Linked DNA regions of Zea mays: all the other regions are linked to region 3. A link is a contact called in public Hi-C data. All regions are on one chromosome and are shown on one strand. Each heading gives the region's core, a stretch centred on a gene start, on an enhancer-like site or on the middle of the called end of the contact. The rest is flanking DNA. Distances are from core to core; before and after follow the strand shown. Region 1 holds the start of LOC103640966 (Cofactor-independent phosphoglycerate mutase). Region 2 holds the start of LOC100276722. Region 3 holds the start of LOC100282790 (RING finger and CHY zinc finger domain-containing protein 1).

Region 1 (3,947 bases), core at 1,403-3,902, 250 kb before region 3:
TTGCCCTGTTGTTTGCAAGCTTGGCTGTGCATGTACAATATTGAGCTGCCCCTCAGATGAGTTTCTACTCTTTCCAAATTATCTGATTGTATAGTTTTCAGATTATTAACTTGTCTCTCTTTGATGATCAGCTGCTGTTGGAAGCAACTTGCAAGAAGCCAAGGAGGAAAGCAACTTATGTAAAAAATAAATGTGCGGAACAGTAAAAGGTAGGTTCACTAGTATCACTACTTAGTAGTTGTGTTATTATTACTTAGTACTTAGTTACTCACTGCTGATCTTGCTTTCTGCAGCACAAAAATTAAAAAACAAACGATTAATCACGCTTAATCTACGTTTAATCTTCCTAGACGCTAGTCAGTAGGATAACGTGTGACTAGCGCCTAGGTTTTCTTGAACCTTGGTAAAAACAAATCCAGAAACCTGAAAGCAGTAAAAGACAAAGTATTTATGGCCCTACAAAGGCATTTCTACTTCAGAACATAAAATAAACATGATACTGAAAACAGTACATACCTGCACTGAGGAGCTGAATCAAATATAATGAAATCCAGTAACAGATTAAACGGTCTTTTCAATCCATAGAAGGTTTGTATATAAATAATATTTCATTTCAAAGCTCCCTTGTATTGTATTATTCTTTTCTAGATTTTATTATTTCTCCTTCTCTTTGCAAGGATCTAGTAATATTTATTATTTTTGCAACATATCCAAGTTACAAATAAGAATATATAGAAGTTGCACTGTGTTCTAGTAAAATAAAAGATAAGGTGCACCATTCTATAATTTATCAATTTTATTGATGGATATCAAATTTCCATCCTAACTGACAACTGTGCAATATAATTTTCTCTTTATTTACTCTGGACACAGGTCTCAAAGCCTCTATTAAAGTATTATCCATGAAAGTCACAGGCTAAATGGAAAGTCAAAAGAGGTTAAAATCTTAACTATACTTTACCTGGTGTTGCGTGATTTTCCATCATTACAAGCTTCAACACAGAAGACATTTTAAAATTCCCCACCATGCAAACCATTTTGGAAATGAACCTACAATGCAGTCACCTGTGTTACATGGCATAAGTGACATATAATCAAAACATCTATAGTAGTAGGATCTAAGTTACATTATTGCCAGGCCTAATTGTTATCACATAATACAGAATGGAAATGACATAGCTACCAAAATTCTTTGCAAACATGCAATTGCTAAAATGTCAACCAAAAATCTCTACCCATATGGCTTTATTATTACAGCCAATGTCAATTGCATCTCTCTTTTTTCTGTTTTGAGAGCGGCCTCTCATTTTGACTATTGAAAGCAGATGCATCTAAAACCAAACCAATTAGGACCTTATGTTCTGTGAAAAGAAAGATACATTATGATTAAAAAAATCATAAGGCCTCATAATACAATATAAGGGGAGGAGAGAGACTAATAGCGTGTTGGTTCGAGGAATGATCGAATGATGTAGTCTATCATTTTCTCACTCATCACTTTTTTGTTTGGTTTGTGGAATGGAATGAGTTGATCCATCACTATTTCATTCCACATAGGCTAATAATTAGTAATAATATGAGTAATGTGTTCATTCCACCAAATTTGTGAAATGAACTAAATTTGTGGAATGGACTCATGATGCACCAGCACTACATCATCTAGAATAGATTGACTCTTCAAACCAAACACCCACCAAATAACAGCCTGCATGAATATAACTATCTCTGCCCATTAAGGTTTTAATGATTGATCCCAATGATACCCTACTGTGAGGTTTGGAGAAGACCATGCAGCAATATTCTTTCGAGCATTTGCCACGACAAACGAGCAACCATCAACATAAACTCCATGCAGCTGCAACACAAATTGATAATCATGTGCACACAAATTGCAAAATTAAAATAATCCATGCAAATTTGAATGTAACCTAACCCCAAAACTCAAATAACAAGCAGTCAAGCATAGCTGCACACAAATGTTACAGCTTGACACTACAGAATACTACAGTTCCTCAACATCATAATGAAATATGTGACCTGCCCCAGAAAAGACCTGTGCTCTGGGCCCACTTGTGACCCAGTGATTATAAATGTTTATTTTGAATGGCACATCAGGCCCTCAATTCAATCTCTTCAAGCCTTGAAAGCGAAACCAGTAAAGTACCTAAACAACTGCTGAAACAATGGCTGTTCAACCACCACATTCTAAACTCCAGCATTTGTATTACCACAAATTAAACAGCACAAATCTGACATAGCATTGGTACTGCAAGTTGTGATATTAGTATTACCCATACACTACGGAGCGTCCCCGAATTCAAAACCAGTTATATTTTAGAGTTAAAAAAAACAATGCTGTGCACATTACTAACCAGTAATCCACCGTCACAAACAAATGCTACCATTTACCATTAGGCAAACACACCCTATGTCCACTATAACATGAAAAAACATTTCTGAATAGACTTCACATTCCTAACCAAAAAAATGGGGAAAAAGGTCTAGAGGCATTGCAAAGATTCCACAAATCAGCACCTCGACAGCAGATTCCCACTGGCCCAAAAAATTAGATCGAATAATGACAGACACCGACGGGAAAAACACCGAAAATTATGTTTACAAGTGTCTCACCTGGAGCGCGCGCTTCCCTCGGAAAAAAATCCAGACAAAACAATCTCGAAATCCAGTTAACCAATCAACCCCACGCCGCCGCCGGCTGCGCCTCGTTGGCCTCGCCCCACGTCACATGCCAAATTCCGCGGCGAGAGGAAGCCCCGAGCAGGAGGCCACGCGACGAGCAGGCGGGACGCGCGGGAGGAAGGGAGACACAGAGGAGGGAGCGAGAACCTCCGGCGTCCGGCCTCGTCGGCTCCCCAGCGATCACCGGCGGCGAGGGGGCGCGGCGATCGGACGGAGCAGGGGGGCGGAGGGCGGAGCCGAGCGAGCGCCAAGCGTTGCAGATTTGGGGGCCGGGCCTCGGGCTCGCCCGGTTCTTGTAGTGACCAAACCGGCCCGTGAACCCTGTGCCCGGGCCCGACCCGCGGCTGAACCAGCACGCGGCAGAGGCATCTCGTAAGCAGCAGCAGAGAGCTGAAATTGAGAGAGGCGAGGGGCCTTTGCGGCGGCTGCGGAGACGGCGATGGCAGGCGCGGAGGGGAGAGGTCCGAGGCGGAGCCGCGTGGCGTTCGTGCTGGTGGACGGGATCGGGGACGTGAGCGTTCCGTCGCTGGGCGGGCGTACGCCACTGGAGGCGGCGTGCACGCCGCGGCTGGACGCGGTGGCGGCGGTCGGGGTGACCGGGCTCATGGACCCCGTGGAGCCGGGGCTCGCCTGCGGCAGCGATACGGCGCACCTATCGCTCCTCGGGTACGACCCTCGGGTGTACTACCGCGGCCGCGGCGCGTTCGAGTCCATGGGCGCCGGGCTCGCCATGGCGCCCGGCGACATCGCCTTCAAGGTGGCAACCCCGTACTTGGAGACAAAATTGCAGCTCGAGTAGCTTTGGTTTCTTCAGATTCCTCATATAAGTTAGTGGTAGTTCAGATCATAGTGTATTCTTGCTCTGCATGTTCTGTTGCTAAACCTGATTTCTTCTGTTGTCACTTATATAGCCAGCAGTAATTGTTCAGATCATTGACTGTTTTGTTTTGCTGTGTTAAATTGGAGCTCAGTTTCGTTAGAAGTCGAGCAGTAGTTCGGAACATTCAAGAATGTGCATGCAGTAACTAAATTTGACCACCTTTTCTGTTGGATCTTGGGCTCTAGCTCTACTTATCAATTTCTTGGGCCATTGAATTTGGGTGGCAATAGTGTGGACTGTGGAAAGAAGCCTATTTCATCCTATGTTTTTCCTTCTTTGTCCTTGACAAAATTTAATGTTTTACGATAGCATGTGTATCAACTGATGAATGTGTTTTACCACTAAATTGTATGCACAATTCGCTTGC
Region 2 (4,226 bases), core at 435-2,934, 130 kb before region 3:
TCAATGATGAGAAAAGGCAAGAATATCCAAAGACACATTTTGCCAGTACTACAAACTGTGGGTATCCTTCTTTGCACATAAAAATATGAGACAATTATGAATACCCGCTACCCCACACCACGTCCTACCACTGCTCCTTAGATAAAAAATTCAGGTGTTCTCCATCCTTATCTCTTCTGTGGACTTGGCCGCACGTTCAACAGTCTCTCTCCCACAGTGGAATAGCAGATGCACCGTTAGTTACAACACAGCCTGAGCTCCAACATGCAGCAGCTCTCCAGTGCAGAGATGTTCCAGTCATGGTTTTTAAAGCGGTAAGGCGCTCCAAGGCGTTGGACCACCGCCTAGACGCCTAGGCGAGGTAGGCGGGCAAGGCGCCTAGGCGTCAGACCACCGCCCGGACGCCTAGGCGACGCCTTAAAAACAGTGGTTCCAGTGTGCATAGAAGAGACTGCGTCCCTGCGATGATGCAGCTGACATCATACCCACGCCCAGTGTTGGACTCCAGAGGAACTCTAGCCACATCTCCCTTCACAGACACTCTACTTGTAGTTCTAGGCCTCTTCAAGGGTTTAAGACCCTGGTGAACCTCTTCCTGGAACTTCTTGATGAAGATTGTGCATTCCACGCCCCTACGACTTTAACCTGCCCACTGATCCTTCACACCGTTGGTGTCTGCATCCACCAGTCTGCCATGGCATACACATTATAGAGGCAACCGTTGCCGCGAGCAGATTGCCAAATATGTTCTGGACTCTATGTAAGCAGTTTGGGTGAGTGGGTAATTGAGCCGATGAATTGTTGGGCTCACGGATCGATTTTTTGGGAGTATAGATACAAGTAATAATGGGCATAAGTTTTGCAATTCTCCATAGCAACATAGAAATGAATTTCTTCTTTCACAAGGTAATGAGATCCAGGTATGGATTTAGGTCCAATAGGAACCGTTGAGTACATGGAACTATATCCCATATAATGAGATGTCAATGAGAACTTATTTAGTATACCAAATCTCTGGTGCTGCATTCAGTTGTCTAAATTATGTCAAAAGATCCACATTGACAAAGGAAGAATGTGAGACGATATGTACCATCATTCTCAAATTTATCTAAACATTAGCATTAATGATACGCTATCAAGTAAATTTAGCTGAATGTCTCCCCCGACAGAGCAGATAAACTGTCAGCTGCATGCATATAATCGTTCTCTAGTAAACCTCAGAAGTGAATAATACCATTTCAAGTAAATTCAACCAAATGCCTCACCGACACCAGCTGATTAACTGTCAGCTACGAGAACTACTCCGGAAGCTAATGCAATGATCTATGGTAGCAAGTTTACACAGCAGAGGTTGCTAGCTAGCTAATCCACTCTCCAAGGTGAGTGGTACTCACTGATGAGGGCCGGGTTGTAGCCGCTGGTCCGGGACTTGGCGCTGGCGAAGGCGGCGAGGGAGAGCGCCCCCCCGCCGCCGCCGCCCAGCCGCTGATCGTTCCGCCTCCGACTCCCGCCGCCCCACCTCCCTCCCCCCTTCCCCTTCTTCAACCCTCCGTCGCTTCCTCTCTCGCCGGCCGGCGAGTCGTCGCCGCTGCGAGGGTGTGGTGGCTTCCGCTTCATCTGCTCGTGCAAGAAACCCTAGGCGTTGGCGTTGTGGAGCCCAACTATCCAAGCTTGCTGGAGACCGTCGGCTTCCACTAGTTTGACAGATCTTGGGCCCTTTTTGTTCAAAAAGCGGGCTTTGAATTATTAGGCTGCTCTATGGGTCTAACATTTTATTATCATTTATCAACACCTGATTACTAGGTATAAGTATATACCAAATTATTTGGGTCTTCCTCTTTCGAAGGTCCTCAAAAACTTAACTAACATGTTTTTCAGTATAACATAAACTTATTACAGGAGGCTTCGGATTTGAGATGAATGTGTGCATGGTATGAAGCTGCGGTCTGAAGGAAGGACAAACTAGCTCCGAAGTTGTGGCTGAAGAAGCTTCGGCTTAACACGAGGATGATGGTGAAAGATGAAACCGACCTAAAGGAGAAAAGACTACTTAGTCTTTGACAGCTTGTCTTGTGGTCAACAGTAAATGTCGGGGACATGAATGTAATTTTGTCCAGGCTGCGTCATGTGCCTATAAATAGATGAACAGTAACACTGTACTGTTCACGCTGAATTGTAATCACGCTCGCGTCACTTCCGCTTTTCCACCTTCTGACAAGCCGAAGGTATAAATGCAATACAAATATCACCGATGTTTATCTATGTTTATAAAATAAAGAATATAAATAATCTAATGATCTGGAATGATTGTTTATATTCTTTTTGTGTTTCATGTCTCTATTTACATCTTGTTCACTAAAATGATGAAAGTATGTCCTTCATGACTGTAACACCACAAAACCCATCAACTAAAAATAATAAAATATGGTAATAATAAATTTTAAGTGTTTAATTATTTATTTGCATTTTGATCATTTTCTTTGTATGCGATTGATTGTTTATCGGATGTTTATTATCAACTCTTTTTAAAGAAAATCCTAGCAAATAATATAATAATATAATAATTATTGGTCTAAAAATAAATATTGCAATTATAAATAATTTTGGTGAATTTCTCGGAATTTTCGAGCTCTTTAAAAATACATTTCATAATTTAAAAAGAAAAAAACAAATCCTACACTAAATCGGCCCACTAGGGGCCCATTACCCCAAAACCATAGACTACGCGCGCGCCCCCCTGATTTCACAGCCAGCCGCCGCCGCCTCCCTTCAGCTCCTTCTCTCCCATGCTCTCTCTCTCCAACGAGCGCGAGCCTTGCCGAGCGCGCAGCCGCCCAGAAGCCGCGCCGCGCGCGCGAACCTAGGCCGGCCCCTGCGCGCGTCCCTGCGCCAGCGCCGCCCTGCACGCTCGACGCCCGCGCGCGAGCGACCCCTGCCGCGCCCGTTGCCGAGCACCTGCGCCATGCCCGTGCGCGCGAGCAGCGCGCCATCCGTCCGAGCCGGCCGAACGCCCGACGCCGCGTCACCGAACCCGAAACCGAAGTCGCCGTCCGCTCGTCCATGACATTAAGGAGCTCTTCACGCGACCGTTTCTTCTTCCTCTCCCATTTGCTCTCCATTAACGCTATAGAGAAGAAACCGACGCCATTAATTCATTTAATGGGGTTAAACGCCGACGTTCTCCTCTCCCCCACGGCGACCCTCCATTTACCTCTCTCTCCCCTATAAATCTGACGCCCTCTCCTCTCTCCCATCCTCACTACCCGAGCTCTCCCCCATTCCTCGCACTCTCTCGCTCGCCGTTCGTCGTCGGAGTTTGCCGCTCGTCGCCGGAGCCCGTGGAGTTCGCCGGAGCTACGCCGTCCATAGTCAAGCCCCTGCTCTTCTCCATCCGGCTGAAACCCGTCGATCCATCCCCGTCACACGCACGAACCCAAGGTTGAAGACGAACCAAATTATTTTGTGTATTTTATAAAATACTTTTTGATTCGATTAATGAGTTGTATATTTTGTTTGTTGTAATATGAACACATGTGATTCGCAATTTATGTGTATGTGCATGGTGGAATTTTTGGTAGAGATATGCGATCCTTAGTACACCGTGTTATTTCATGTTAATCGACGCGTTGATTTTTGGATTAGAGAAATATGACAAAATTTAGTAGTCACACGTTGGTGATAAAAACAATATATAAGAAATTTTGTAGGTAAATTTGGTCGCAATAAACTTAGAAACTATTTGGAGAATTATAGGTGCATCATATTGGATTTGGAAAATGGTATAGAACTCATGTCATATGAATAATATATGATTTCTAGATGATTTAGCTAATTATTTTATTAATATTTTCTTGTTATAAAGAAAGGAGAAAATATCACGGGTAGTGTGGAAAATAGATTTTTGCTAGTTAAATAATCATGTTCGCAAATTTAGCACTTAAATTTTTAGAGTACTAGTTTATGTCAAATAATCTCGCTTGTGTTAGAAAATGTTCAATTAGTAGTTTATAAGGATTTTTAGAATGTTATATTCATTTTTGGCTATACTCAATTTGAGTTAGAAATAAAAAGGATAAAAGCTATTAATTTATTTATTAGACAATAATTATCATTTAATTTCATTGATGATGTTAAAATATATTAATATTAGTTAAAATTATATTTATTGCACCCACCCATAAATTCACCATTTAGGACTCACAATAATAGCTATAATTGAATTAATA
Region 3 (3,978 bases), core at 168-2,667:
GTAGCCCCTAGCAGATGAACAATAATGGGGGAGGGGAGGGCTAGAGGCTGACGTTGCAGACAGTCTCAGCCAGGCTCTCGTAAGATTCTTTGGCCGCGCGTCCCCGTGCGTGCAGGCGCGGCGCATGATGACAGAAGCACATGCACGTAAAACAAGATGCTTTATTAGGTAGTTTTTTTATTATATCTTCTAATTAAATATTTAATCATCAAACCGATTTTCATTATTGTGTTATTGAGATTTTTATAAACAAAACTATACCACTAATGCTATATAATATTTGAAGATTTGTTATGCACCCTTCTCTAATACATGTTTTAGTACAACCAAACAAACAAAATCTGTGTCTAGACAGAACAAGTCTGTACAAGCAACCAAACAAAAACGCTTACATGAATTCATCCAAGTTCTAACGATATCAGATAGGCTCATTCCGATCTGGCTCGACTTCTATAGGAACCAAACACACGAAATGTGATACAATGGATGCGTCTAAAACCCGTGTCTTAAAATCAATGCACCAATCAACTACGTTTTGTACCTTAAGCATAGAGCCAAGAGACGTGTCTTAATTTTTTTTATATTTAGCCTCTTAAACACAGCGAAAATATAACTTAAGACATTCATTATAGATGTCTTAGTCGATACCCGTATGTTGTAGATTGAGTGTGTCCAACCTGAATAGTCAAAAATATGATCATGTCCAACCTGAATAGCTAATAATGTGATTGTACACACTTTTTAAAAATCGAAGAGCTGATATTTATAAATTCATCCATGGAGACATCATTGGCAGAACTAACAATATTTTTTCTCTATCTAATTCTATCCAATCTAGATTAAAATAAAATTGAGTAGAAAAGAGAGTGCAAGCAAAGTATCAAATGGAGTACAAAGAACAACAGCTTGAGAAAAAGCTTGAAAGAGATGTGACGATGACGGCTAGGCCGCAGCTAGAGGAAAAAGCTAAAAGATGTGACGATGACGGCTAGGCCGGTGATGTGCGTGCGACCCATGCCGTTGTGCATCTCATCTACTTATCCTATTATCTCCTTCCCTTCTTTGTTAAAGATTTGATAAATAAAAAGTATTATAAGTAAAATGTGCAACAGATCTAAGGATTCTCCAACAGCTACTCTATTTTATCCATATTTCAAACTTTATTGATGTATATGTTAAAATGTTCATACAATATTTGATATATATGTTTTATATATGTATCTAGTTTTATCTTTATTTATTTAAATGTACACATAAAAAGCAAAAGCTAAAACGACCAGTACTATTTTAGTACAGAGACAGTATAATTTTTTATGTAATGCATTTCTTGAGGAAACTAATTTCTCTGCTGCAATGGCATTGGAAGAAGGGCACAGTTAGCAATCAAAGCGGTGGGCCTCCACGCCTCCATGTCCCATGACGTCGCTACTCTTCCGGGATGGACCAATAACATTTTATATCTGGACGCCCCTTATCGCCCTCGTTATTTACATCTCTGCCACCCTCCTCTCCGCCGTCGCCGCCGCCGCCGGGGATGGGGGGAGCGCAATTCCCCGGCGACAACGACGTCGCGGAAGTAGACGCGGCCCGCGACGGAGAGGTGGACCGCCGTGACGTGGGCAAGATGAAGCACGGGTGAGCGAGGCGCGCCTTGAATCCTTGATTACGTTCTTCTCCTGTGCCTCCCCCTTTGTGCTCCTTTTCTTCGGACGGAATCTCGATTCCTTCTTCCCGGTGCCGAATCGATCTGCGCTATGTGACTGGTTCATCCGTTCCCATTGTTGGCTGTCGATTTTGCTCGATTTCGTTCTCCTCCTCCGGTTTCCCGATCCAAGATGGCCTAGTTCCGCTATGCTTAATCTGCTCACGTCAGAAATTTGCTCGTTGCCGCAGGTGCGAGCATTACCGGCGGAGGTGCAAGATCGTGGCACCGTGCTGCAACCAGGTGTTCCCCTGCCGCCACTGCCACAACGAGGCTACGGTGAGCCTGTTTCTTTTTTTTTTCAGGTTGTGTCTCTTTTTCGTAGTAGGACAGGCTAACTTAGAGAGCTTTTCTACTCAGGAACCTTGCAGCGTAGTGTTTATATAGCATGTGAGAAGTGTTCGTGCAATAAAGTGTGAAGGAGAATAGAATTCGTGTAATTGGATGATTGTATTGGATTGAGTTAGGATGTTTATATAGAATACATGACTTGAGAGATAAGGCAACCTACGGTACAGATACATATGACAGTCTATGATACATAATATGTAAACTAACAAACATACTCTAATATCCTCCCCCAGTCGTAGCGGGAACATCGTAGACGGTTAGACTGAAGAGGAGTCAAGGGCTAACATCTCCCCGAGCCGTAGCGACATTGCAATGCAGATGGTGTGACTGAAGTAGAAACCAATAATGAGCTCATGTAGATGATAGCCCTTTGTGTCGATGTCGAGGTAGCCGAGCTTAAGGGCACATTGCTTTAATCGAAGAAGCCGTGTTGAAGATAGCTGAGGTCAATGTACAAGTTGCTATGTTGGTGGAGCTGCAAGCACACAAGAGGCACCATGGTGATGACGAAGACACATCAAGGCAGTTGTCGTGGAGGGGGAGGGTGATGTTGAGGTAGACACAATTAGGGCCATTGTAGATGAAAGACGGAGATGCAATTGAGGCATACATGGCGGGAACGGGAGGGTCGATACCGAAGTCGATGCAGTTAAGCCGCATAGACTAAGGTGTGGGCTGGGTTTGCCAGACCTAGCAACGCGTCAGGGACGAAAGCACGCACCGGTGTTGCCAATACCGAATGTACAAGGTAGAGTGCCCCAACCATGCATCAACGTCTGAGGGACCAACAGAGAAGGTCTCGACGATGATTGTGGTGCGTAGAACGACGAGGTAGAAGGTGTCAACATAGCACATGATTGTCAGAATAAACAAAGTAGGTGGGGATGAGACGTCGACATTGATGACGTGGTTGTGCTGGATGAAGTAGTGTTGGAGCGAATGGGTCAAACCCAAAGGCAAGTAGTTCGGCCATGAGCGGATACTCAGGAGCGAGCAAACCGATGCAGGGGGTGGATGAGTAGCGGTGGCCTCGCGCACTGGGGCGACAACGGCCTCACGTTCATAGGCAGAGCTCCAAGTTTACAACGAAGACTTGATTAGCAGGATGAAAACCTTGTGTGGATAGATGGCACAACAAATATTGCATAGTACAGTCGTCTATGCACAAGGAACGGTGATGTAGATACAATGACAATACATCCATAGGGATGGCAATGGCAATGCTGCTGCCTAACGAGGAGCAGGCGACACAACAACAACCCTGTTGCGTGGAGAAGATGCGCGCAGTACTCGACAATGGACATCATGAGAGCTGAGTGGATGCATCCCGATCTGTGCTGGTGATGACGAACTGACGATGTAGACATGCAAACGAGATGACCGAGAAGAGATGCGGGAAGGCGTCTCCTCGATGTCGGTGTACTCGTTGCCGATGCCGATGTATTACACTCGAGGTGGACGGGCGATTGATGACTCACTTACGATAAGTGATTAGGCAAACTAATGAAGATACAACAACAACAGCAGGATCTACCATGTGCTACTCATCGGGTGCACCTAGCAACATCTTGACCGCAACGACGATGAGTGCACAACATTCAACACAGAGAGGCAGGCAGCTCCAACCGATGATGGCATAGCCGGTAGCAATGGCATGGTGATGGGCAGATATGTCTAGCAATGACACTCCTGATATGGCCACCTTCATGGAGACTTAGGGTCGGGGCATGGCCGGGCTTGGCCACCACCATGACGGCGCATGACAGGGTGAAATCCATCAACCTCCATGCGATAGGAAGGTGGTGATGACGACAGCCCAACGACGAGGCTGTAGCAGCTGGCGATGACGAGCATATGAAATCTCAATGTGCTGTGCGACAACGATGACGAAGATGACAGCCGAATCAATATGATCGGGTGTCTAA

What was found. Hi-C and Micro-C count contacts between places; a contact is called where the count stands out from the background.
Region 1: a contact with region 3 is called in a Hi-C map of ear, with 3 times the contacts expected there. The contact joins the promoter of LOC103640966 here to the promoter of LOC100282790 in region 3. A contact is called at or near these places in 6 of 25 Hi-C or Micro-C datasets (ear, endosperm, leaf and 1 more).
Region 2: a contact with region 3 is called in a Hi-C map of ear, with 1.8 times the contacts expected there. The contact joins the promoter of LOC100276722 here to the promoter of LOC100282790 in region 3. A contact is called at or near these places in 2 of 25 Hi-C or Micro-C datasets (ear and leaf) and 1 of 3 datasets of contacts at active chromatin or transcription factors (seedling).

The regions. Positions count from the first base shown.
Region 1 is chr10:25,905,619-25,909,565 of Zm-B73-REFERENCE-NAM-5.0, reverse strand. It overlaps LOC103640966 (Cofactor-independent phosphoglycerate mutase), which reads left to right and starts at 2,652. Exons shown (of 5, transcript XM_008664400.4): 1 at 2,652-3,457. The coding sequence starts at 3,140. It overlaps LOC100277005, which reads right to left and starts at 2,953. Exons shown (of 13, transcript NM_001150680.2): 1 at 2,632-2,953; 2 at 962-1,050. The coding sequence starts at 1,037.
Region 2 is chr10:25,782,340-25,786,565 of Zm-B73-REFERENCE-NAM-5.0, reverse strand. It overlaps LOC100276722, which reads right to left and starts at 1,684. Exons shown (of 3, transcript NM_001150442.2): 1 at 1,395-1,684. The coding sequence starts at 1,617.
Region 3 is chr10:25,652,450-25,656,427 of Zm-B73-REFERENCE-NAM-5.0, reverse strand. LOC100282790 (RING finger and CHY zinc finger domain-containing protein 1) reads left to right here and starts at 1,417. Exons shown (of 12, transcript NM_001155696.2): 1 at 1,417-1,635; 2 at 1,894-1,981. The coding sequence starts at 1,535.